2 separate regions of the Rattus norvegicus genome follow, and region 1 is linked to region 2. The links are chromatin contacts, called in public Hi-C maps. All regions are on one chromosome and are shown on one strand. Each heading gives the region's core, a stretch centred on a gene start, on an enhancer-like site or on the middle of the called end of the contact. The rest is flanking DNA. Distances are from core to core; before and after follow the strand shown.

What was found. Hi-C and Micro-C count contacts between places; a contact is called where the count stands out from the background.
Region 1: a Hi-C map of psoas muscle shows a contact between it and region 2, with 2.1 times the contacts expected there. The contact joins the promoter of Cmya5 here to the enhancer-like site in region 2.

The regions. Positions count from the first base shown.
Region 1 is chr2:26,109,986-26,115,240 of GRCr8, reverse strand. It overlaps Cmya5 (cardiomyopathy associated 5), which reads left to right and starts at 1,968. Exons shown (of 13, transcript XM_006231789.5): 1 at 1,968-2,203. The coding sequence starts at 2,064. It also overlaps a transcript of Tent2 not described here.
Region 2 is chr2:25,715,295-25,720,379 of GRCr8, reverse strand. Thbs4 (thrombospondin 4) reads left to right here. Exons shown (of 22, transcript NM_017133.1): 20 at 1-78; 21 at 1,272-1,411; 22 at 1,939-2,161. The coding sequence ends at 2,000. Among named protein-coding and RNA genes, the nearest start is that of Thbs4, 43 kb to the left of the region's middle. Within about 2 kb of position 1,514, at least 16 of the 93 cell types and tissues checked have an H3K27ac peak or open chromatin away from gene starts, as enhancers often do.

The DNA.
Region 1 (5,255 bases), core at 719-3,218, 390 kb before region 2:
CTCTTTGACTTACAAAGGGTGCATATTTTCCTTTTTCTTTTTAAGTTTAAATTTTCGTATGCTGTCAATGGAATAAAGTTTATATCTGGAATTGCTGAGGCGTTATCTTTCTGTGAACGTTGGTTTTGTACCGAGATTGAGGCTGTGGTTATCTTAACCGATCTGAACCTTGATTGTTTAATCCAGAGTCCCTGGGATGAAGTCATCCATGGCTAGCCGCCAATCACATTATTTCTCTGCCATAATTAGGAATAGAGCTTTCTCTATGGGTCAGTTTTTTAGATTACTGATCTGTAGTACTTTTGATGTAAAAATTTTTTGTATGATTTTTTTCTTGGAAAAATTTCTAAGATTTATTCCACACTATGCAGCGCTTTCTCAGAATGTATTGAGTATGACAGTTCAGCGTGACCCCAGGTACTGTTTGTAAGTCATAGTCCCTTGGGGATGGCTGTTCAGCATTATGGCATTAAGAAAGCCTCAGACTCTGCCACAGCGTGGGCTCCTGCATTGCCACCACGTTGTGACAGCCGATCTGTTGTGACAAATAGGCCAAAAAGCTGATGAATTTTATCCTGGAACTAAGGAGCCAGCACTTAAGACCATGCGGCAGTCCAGTTGGATCAGGGAAGAGGGCTGTTCATATATGGTGAGACAGGCTTTTTTTTTTTTTTTTTTTTAATTTATTTTCACGGATGGGATTGAACTAAGCCTGGGTCTGCTAGGCAAGTGCTCCACCCATTGACCTATTTCCCCAACTGGAGACTTGGAAGTCTTTCCCATTTCAATTTTGTGTGAATGCCACAGTTTTTGTTTGTATGTGCTGTTAAAATATTAGTATTATTAGGGGCTGGGGATTTAGCTCAGTGGTAGAGCGCTTACCTAGGAAGCGCAAGGCCCTGGGTTCGGTTCCCAGCTCCGAAAAAAAGAACCAAAAAAGAAAAAAATATTAGTATTAAATGTGTGGACTCTGTATATAATTCTAAACGTAAAGGTAGTTGAAGTAGGGTCTTGGCAAAATTGGTAAACGAGGTGGCTGCCGATCTACACCAAAGAGTGTCCTGGGACACCCAATGTGCAGCATTCAAGCTGGAGTAACTGGACAGTAATACTCTGATTTCCCACTTTGTTTAGCAACTCTAAGAATCTGCAATGAGTAAAGATTTGGAGATCTAGCCAAACGTCTTTCTCTGGAAAGAATACTTTCTAACCCTTGTACTGAACAGGCCTCTGCCTTCTCAGAAACATTCGTAGCTTATAAGAACTAGGTGGTGTGACAGAGAAACAGTCTCCTGGGTATCAACACATTCAAAAGACTGCTCGAGTTCCTGGAGAGGAGCAGTGAGTTCAAACCTGGAGGTTTCAGAGAAAGGCAGTGATCTCCAATAAGTGAACAGGTGAGCCTTTCAGGCAGAAAGAATTCATTTGATACAGTGTAAATACCCGATTTCTAAAAGTGGATTAGTCAGGATTTATTCTCTAGGAGGATCTTGGGCTTTAGTCCTAGAGTAGTGATTGAGAGGTTAAGCACTGGCTTTACTTGATCCAATGAGATCTTGGTCCCCTCAGGAGCTGCTGGTTTGTTTCCATTGTCACCATACTGGCATTGGGGCCTTAAGCTATCTACAAACCTGCACCTAACGTTCTCTTCTCAGGAAGAAGGGAAAACAAGACCCTGGCGAGCGCTGCCTTTGGCATGAAGCATCCCTCAGCCCAGCCCGAGGTGTAAGAACCACCAGGTCACTGGATGGAAGGCCGGGCTGGTGGGTCGTTTGACGCCCCTGGGCAGCCCTCAACACTACTCTCCGCCCTGGCCCCAAAGGCCGCCGAAGGTCTGCCAAAACGGGCGGGGAAGTTGGCAGGCGACAGGAACCAGGGGAAGCTGAGCCCGGGCGGCTAAAGCTCCGTGGCGAAACTTTCTTGACGCCTTCTATTTAAAGGCTTGGGCGCCCCCACCCCGCGCGCCGGGAACCCAAGCAGCCGCGCGGGCCGGGCAAAGTGCAGTCAGACGGAGAACACCGGGCGAGGCGTGGGCAGCTCCGACTCCGGCCAGGACAGGCGCGATGGCGAGCAGCGACAGCGGACTCGCAGCCCAGGGTTTACTTGGATGGGGCGCGGAGGAAGAGGAGCCGGAGACAGAGGAGGAGTCGGAGGGCGAGGGGGAGGAGACGGCGGCCGAGTCGGAGGAGGAGCCCGACGCCAGGTAGCCAGAGCCCGTACCACCCAGGGCCTAGCAAAGTTGTCCACCCTACAGGTGTCTCGCCAGGCCGCTGGCCACCCCCAGCCTTTTCCTTTCCCTTTCCAACCTCAGGAGCGCATTTCTCCCCGGTGCCAAGCCCTCTGTCTGGGGCGCGGCGCCTTTTTAAAAACTTGAAGGTAGAAGGTTCTTGCTGTCAGCAAGAGTGACAGGTCGCCTGCAGCGAAGTTCACAGTCTGCCCCCACCCACACCCCACCCCCGCCTCCCAGCTCCTTGTGACTTGCTCATTTATTCTTGGAGACTTACTTGGGGTTCTGCCTATCCGCAAAACTGTGCTGGAATCCTTGCGTCTGGCTGCCCGCCTTGAATCAATCTTGCCTGCCTAAGCTTGGGGAAGGGTCTGCGGTCAGAGAAGGCGCAGTCCATTACCTTGAAAGGTGTGGCAGCCTCCTCGAGTTCTAGCGCTGGGCTAGCTTGCTGTATGGGAACTATTTTTGGTGCAAACATCCATACATTCCTTAAAGGAAAGACTCATGAAGGCCAGGTGTGGATGCCTGCCCTGTGATTCCAATAATAGAAAGGCAGAAGCAGGAAGACTGTGATTTTCAGACCAGCTGGGCTCTCCTGGGAGGTGTTTCAGCAACCTCTGTCCTAAAAGTCGCTCTGATCCTAAATATCTATCAATAAGGCGAGTGAGATTAGATTAGGTAATACTATATGCATATGTGCGTGCGTGCGTGCGTGTGTGTGTGTGTCTGTCTGTCTGTCTATCTATTAGGACTCTCTCCACTTAGTCCCTTCTCATCCAGCCCTAAGATAAGAATAATGGTATGTTTTGTTTTATCCTCAGCATGTGTCAGTCAAATGGTATCTCTTCCTGAGTACTCCTCTCAGAAGGCCTTGGCGGGTGGCAAGTGAAGGTTTATCGTTTCAGAATGCCCAACCAAGGCCAGAATAGCTCAGGTTGAAGTAATCCAAGAGTAGCATTGAAGGCAGGGGAGATAGCTCAGCTGGTGTGGTGCTTGCCTCGTGTGCACAAAGACCCAAGTTTAATCCCCAGTCAATCCCTATGGTCAGTCCTTGAAGTACTGAGGAAAAGCCCAGCTTGGTAGCTTGTGCTTGTTTTCTGTGGTAGGGAGCTGGAAAGAGACAGAATCCCCGGGCTCACTGTGCAGTCAGCCTCACCTATTTAGTGAGTGCCAGGCTGGTGGCGATGGCTTTTTCTTTTTTTTAAATTGTATGTGAGGAATAGGTCTCCACATGCATATATACATGTAGGGTACCGCTAATTACAGAAAACCATCCGTTGGAAATCTTGAAGCGTTAGTTACATTCTTTTTTTTTTGGTTCTTTTTTTCGGAGCTGGGGACCGAACCCAGGGCCTTGCACTTCCTAGGCAAGCGCTCTACCACTGAGCTAAATCTCCAACCCCCGTTAGTTACATTCTTAACAAGCAACTACCAAGAAGGAAGCAAGCTCTGCCCTCAAGAACTTTGAGGAAAAAGATAGGAACGACGGGTTTCTGACTACATGCTAAGGAAGTCTGTGTGCTAAAGACTGAGTGGAGAATGTGAACACTGCTGTGGGAGGTCGAGCATCTAGAATCATGGAGTACTGGCTACAGACTGGATATCAGAAGATGGGCAGGAGATGTATAAAGGAAGGGCAGAGGAGAGGTGCCTGTGGGGAGTGGGAGAGGGAGTAGGAGGATCAGCCACTCCCAGGTTAGAGGAGAGATTCTCATGGTGATGTGTGGGACGCTCATATTCTTGTCTAGCCGTTATTTTCCAAGATAACGAGAAGCTCATTTACACTACAATTGGGTTGTCTGTAGTTTTAGGCACCACTTCTGAGTTGCCCTTCGCCCAAAGCTAAGCCCTTCTTAGTAAGGATTTAATGCATCTGAGGTAACCTCAGCCTGTTCTGACCACAGACAGTAAAGTATCCACTGCAAGGAAATGGGTCAGAATAAGCTGAGGGGAATAAGGCAGGTGATGGAGTCCTGGAAAACTGTCCATGTTTGAGCCAAATGGTAAGTAACCCAGCAGGACTTGAGAGCACAGACCACAGTTTGACAGGCAGATAGCAAAGTTGAATGTCAGAAGAGAATCTATGAAGAGGCAACATAAAGAAAGAGCTTGGGCCATGATGGGGAACTGGGAAGGCATTGGTAGCTGTGATTAGGGTCCTGTAGCTGTCACGCCCCTGTGGTCAGGAATCAAACTACTTGGTTGTGTGTGAGATTATAGGCATGGCCTGAAGTTCCATGTTCCCCCGAGAGTGGAAGTGAGAATTTGGAACAGGTTCTAGCGGATAGAAGGTGAGAGTCACAGGTCAACCTTCCTCGGACACAGGAGTTTTATTACACTCAGAAGAGAGCCTTATTGTACAAGCATTTACCTGTGTGACTTCATGTTAAACCCCAGCAGGATGAGGAGACCCTTATCTTGTTCTGGAGGAACAAGCTGGAGCCTCATGCCGTTCACTGAGGATAAAAAAGCAAGAACTTGTAAGATGTGGTGCGAGCCAGCATGGGTACACAGCAACTTAGGAGGCTTCGAGCACTCTTTGTTCAAGGAGGGGCCCTTCCTTACTCTGGGGCAGCATTTCTCCACTTGTGGGTCAAACGACACAAATATTTGTATGATTTACAACAGTAGCAAAATCAGTTATGAAGTAGCAATGAAGATTTTATGATTGGTGGGTCACCCCTACATGAAGAACTGTATTAAAGGGTCACAGTGTTAAGGAAGGTTGAGAACCACTGCACTAGGGGAAACATTCCACTCATCTTTTACTTTGAGAGGTTTCTAGAGAAAGAAGGAAGACCTCAACTCTGTATCATAGTGGGATATTCACCCTGCTTAAACACAGAGCTTATGTAGGTTTTCTGAAAGGCCAGCAACTACATTTAGCTCAGCTCAGTGTGTGTGTGTGTGTGTGTGTGTGTGTGTGTGTGTGTGTGTGTGTATGTGTATGTGAGTGTGTGAGTGTGTGTGTATGTGAGTGTGTGTGTATGTGAGTGTGTGTGTGTATGTGAGTGTGTGTGTGTATGTG
Region 2 (5,085 bases), core at 265-2,764:
CTCCAGGAATGTGGGCTGGAAGGACAAGGTGTCCTACCGCTGGTTCCTGCAGCATAGGCCCCAGGTGGGCTACATCAGGTAGGCTGAGGGCCCTTCTGCTGTGGGTGGGGAGGGAAGCACTCAGTATACTCTGCAAACCAGAATCTCCCCTTCCCTGAGCAGTTCCAATCTCTGAGAGTCCTCGGGGCAGGACTTCCAGAAGACAGGTGGGGCAAAGGCACCAGGCTTAACTGATCCCTAGACAGTAGGACCAAGCTGCAGAGCCAAGTCCGCCATGCCTTGGGTGTGCTCTTAGGGAAGTGTGAGAGAGGAGCTGATGGGGGAAGGGATGGCGGGGGTGGGGTGGGGGGATCAGCAGAGAAGAGATGGTACCCAGACATCCCGAGACTCCTCCCGGCCCCATGGAGCCCTCCTTATGTGCAGAACACACTGACTGAAGAGCCCCTCGCAGTCTGTCTTCTCTCCTGGGTCATAAGTTCCAAAAGGGCAGCCTCAGTGTCTGGGCCTCAACTAGTGCTCATCACACAGCCCAGCTTGAGTTCCCCAGTGTGTGTACAGCATGAGCTGTCCATCCTGCGACTGGAGTGAAGGCCTCTGTTTCTCTGTAGGACTGTTTCTGTTGTTAGTTTGTTTGATCAAGTGCTCCTGTTGAAATGCAGTCAGTGTTCAGGTCCTAGACTTGCCAGCGCTTGTGTGGTGTGTTCAGGGGTATGGATTACGGTTTGCCAGTCAGGGCAGGAAGGCACCAGATGGGCTGAGGCATCTAGTGAAAATAAGGTGGTGAGAGCTAATTCACGTTCTGTTCTCCGTGGTCTTGTGTCATCTGACTCTGCCCACAGGGGTGACCATGTTCTTACCTGATTGAGCTCAATGTACCTTTTCTGTCCCAAAATGAAACCACAGAAAATATGACCTCTCTATGTATATAATTTTAGAAAAGTCAATCTGAACCTAAAAGTGCAGAGAACTAAGAATCGATTGCTCTACAACCAAATAGGAAATGCTTGGGCACAGCCACACCAGAAGACAGCAAAAACACCCCCTTGGAACCAGCAAGTACCTATCCAGGAACTATGCACTGGACGCCATGCTGGGCCTATTAAAAACCAAGTTAGGGAGGCGAGGACACTCCTGGGGAGCTTCTAATCTCACTGGGGAGGGACCAGCTAGAGTCAGTGGAAAACAATACGCCTGAATAAAGAGGTGAGTACGTAGTCAGCAGTGGGGCCACGTCCTCACGTCCTCACCGTGGATACCTGTGCTCTCTGTAGGGTGCGGTTTTATGAAGGCTCAGAGTTGGTGGCTGACTCCGGGGTCACTATAGACACCACCATGCGCGGAGGCCGACTGGGCGTGTTCTGCTTCTCTCAGGAAAACATCATCTGGTCCAACCTCAAGTACCGCTGTAACGGTAGGTAGCCTTCACGCTTAGACAGTACAGGGAATGGCCAGGAGAGGACGGGATCTCATTTCTGTAACACACATCCTCCCCAAAGCCTGAAGCTCACACCACGTGCTCACTAAAACCTGATGTTCCCTGCATAACATAAGAGAAAGGCAGAGCCGGGCTTTCCTGTTAACATGCCAAATCTGAAAATTGAAACCCATAGAATTTAACTGCATGGTTTAGAGTTAGGGGTTCGGCGAGAAATTCCGTCAGTTTAATTTACAGGCAGCCTTTCTTTTCATCAGACTCAAACATAATCACAGACTGAAAAGGCACTCTGCCTGCTAATTTTCCCTAGGCCTATGAATAAGCCCCGCTGGGCTTTAAGCCAACAATGTACAACAAAGCAACCTGAAATAGAAAATGGCTGCAAGCCTGTGAGAGTCTTGGGCGAGCAGACAGCGCCCCCTACAGGAGGCCTGTGTGGCCTGCAGTGGGCTGTGATTCCAGTGTGGAAGGAGCCTCCCTAACCACCACCCTTCTTGTTGCAGACACCATACCAGAGGACTTCCAGGAGTTCCAGATCCAGACCTTTGACCGCCTGGATAATTAAACCAAGAAGCAATCTCACAACTGCCTTCTCAAACGCCCAAACCAACATCTTTTGTTTAAAACTTCCTATAATTCTCTTTATATTACCGTGGCTTTTCTTTTACCAACCCAAATACTTCAAAACTTTTTATACGAAATAAAGAAGAGACTATTTCTAATAACCATGATGCTCAGGTGTTTCTGCTGGGAGCTCGGGCTTTGATGGCGTGTGCTGTTTCCTGAGGAATCTTTGATAGACTCTCAGGGTTATTTCTGTTACTTCTTTTTCTCCTGAGTGTGTAGCGTGTGCCACCAGGCACAGGTGTGAACCAGACAATTGGACAAAAGGTCATTTCTGGGCTGACCCAATTTAGTGCCTCACTAAAACCTCCTCATTCTTGGAATGGAGTCTCCAGGGCAGCCCCAGGGGCTTCGGGAGGATGTGACTACCTGAGACCCATGAATGAGATTTGCCTTGTTCCTTCTCTCGCCTCACCAATTCTGTCTCCCCCCACCCCCCACCATCCACAGACAACTTACATATTTGGCTCCCTCTAGCGTCCTGTGAGTCAAATGGAGGAAAATGGGATCTTGTCATTGTATTCAGATCCCACAGTACCAGGCATGAAGAATATACAGTAACCATTTGCTGGGCGATAGAGGAAGAGTGGCTGCCTCTTAGGTAACAAGAACAGTGGGATGTAGATGGGTCAGGTGACAATGGAGGTAGTGCCAGTCACTGTGTGTACAGGGCAGAGGCTTCCCTCAGCTGTGTACTAGCTGGATACTTTCCAGTCAAGATACCCAGAAATTTTATAAATCGCCTTGCAATTTAATTCCAAAGAAGTTCCACAACTTACTTTCTTGTTATTATTTCATGGTTTTAGACAGGTTCTCATATAAACCAGACTGGCTCCGAACTGTCTGTGTGACCAAAGATCGCCGTGAGCCTCTGGTCCTCCTGCCCCCCACCCCCACTTCTTCATACTAGGCTTAAAGGCCTTCATATCTGGTTTCGGTCCTGCTAGGTATTGAATTCTAGGCATTCTAACCAGCTGAGCCTCATCTCCAGCTCAGCAATGTATTTTTTCATTCCCATAATTCCCTAGAATGTCATAAATCATAAATTGTAAACATCCATCCCGGTTTTACCATGGCTCCAGTATTCAGAGTGTCTAACAGTGGTGAATGGGACCTATGGTGGATTTTGGGCCGCCTTCCTCGTCTGTAGAACCTAGAAGGAGGCGGTAGGTCTCAATGATCTCAGTGAATGGGGAACCGAAGCCAGCCCGTCCTCACTGCAGCTGACTCCTGGGGGAGCCTGCTGGTGGAGCAGCCACAAGATTGACAACTCTTCTCAAACCCTGAATGAAACACAGCCCTTTCTTAATTCTGAAATCCCTGGGCAGGGAAGGGAGCTCCATGGCTGGAAATGGTTGTCTTTCAAGCATCCCTCTTTTACAGCTTACACGAAGGTGGTTTCTGAGCCCTCTGGTCCTTTAAAAGTTCCACTGCTGTCCCGTTCTTCCACTCTGTGGGACACCTGTAGGCTATGCCTGTAACTGTCTGGATGCTCTTGCTCTGGACCCCTTAGTGTTTTTACCAGGCACTGTGAGGAAGGTTCCAGATCTTCTTCTGGAGAAATATTTCTTATCACTGAAGCCTATGAAAGTGTCATCTACGGACCAGTGTGTTGGCTGATCAGATCTAGGGAGTCTGGGTTTAGTCTTTGCAGCATTCTCCGGATCTTACCTTCTTCCTATCCTCTCTTCTGCGGTGTTCCCTCAGCCTTGGTGAAATTGATATAGGCATCTCACTCAAAGCTGAGCACTTGGACTGCCAATCTCAGCACTTTGAGGGATTGACTCTCCTCTGCTCTAACCATTGCCCACTTTAGCCAAAGTTTCCCTGGTCAGGGTTGACAACAGTGGCAGTCTATAAATACTTAGAAGGCAGTTTTTTAACACGTCAACTTAGTAAAACAACCATAGGTCTCCTCTAGAGCCTGTCATCTCCTAAGCCATGGGCTTTTGACCAGATTTACTGTACTGGGTGTGAATTCCTCCTGCGGAGCGTGCCTCACATCCAATCCGAAAGCAGTTGCTTACCCCATAACCTTCATACCCCGTTGCACCAGTGAGAACATTTTGGATGTCGGGGCCACTACTGGAAAAACCACAGGTGGCTTTTTTCCCCTGAGAAGCCTGCATAACACCGTGAAGGCTAACGGGCAGGGAAGAAGTTTTCAGGTCAGTTCTAGCTCTCTTTCTCTAAGAGATCCTACAAATCCAATGTGATATGAGCAGCCCCTGGAGTTGAAGCAGACACGATCACCCACTATATGAAGCCATTCCAATATTTATCCTGAGTGCTTCTGACGCTTGGGGTATAGGAGACATCACTGTGAGGGAAGCTATAGGGTATAGGGGAGAGACCTTGGGGTATCACCCAGGGCATCAGAGCATAGAAGGAGGCAAAGAAAGGGTCTCATAAGACATTCTGCCTCTGCCTGATAAGAACAGGAGACCCTTCCTTCTCCCACCCAAGGCACTAGCCTGTGTTTCACAAACAGAAGTGACTGCTTGTTTCTTCACTATTCAGGCAGGCTCTACAGTCAAGGGGGATCATAGATGCACAGAAGGCAGTCACTATTATTAAATTCCATCAAGCATTATTTATGGTCCAAATTAGAAAGCTAACGGGGAGGGCTGTAGCTAGTTAATTGAAATAAGTAGACAAGTAAACAAATTTTAAAATATCTGACCCCAAAGTAAAACATCTTGGGAATCAAGTGACTGGTACCATGAATTAAGAGGAGGAGAGGTTCTGTTTGGAGGCACACGCAGAGTCCTAGGGACGCTGGCTTTTTCTAGAATAGATTGTATTCCTTTTTTTTATGTGTGTCATCCAATGGGTGGTGGAACAGACAACCTGCCAGGCTAATGACATGGAGATGCCATCATAATGAAGTGAAGTCAATTAGCGGTCGCCTTAGCTGATGTCCCACACAAACACAGTCCACAGCTGCTTCAGCCTCCAGCCATGTGTTTGCCCCTGTCTCCTCTGCCTGTCTGGGCTCGTAATAATGAATCCTTCCTGTGTAGAGC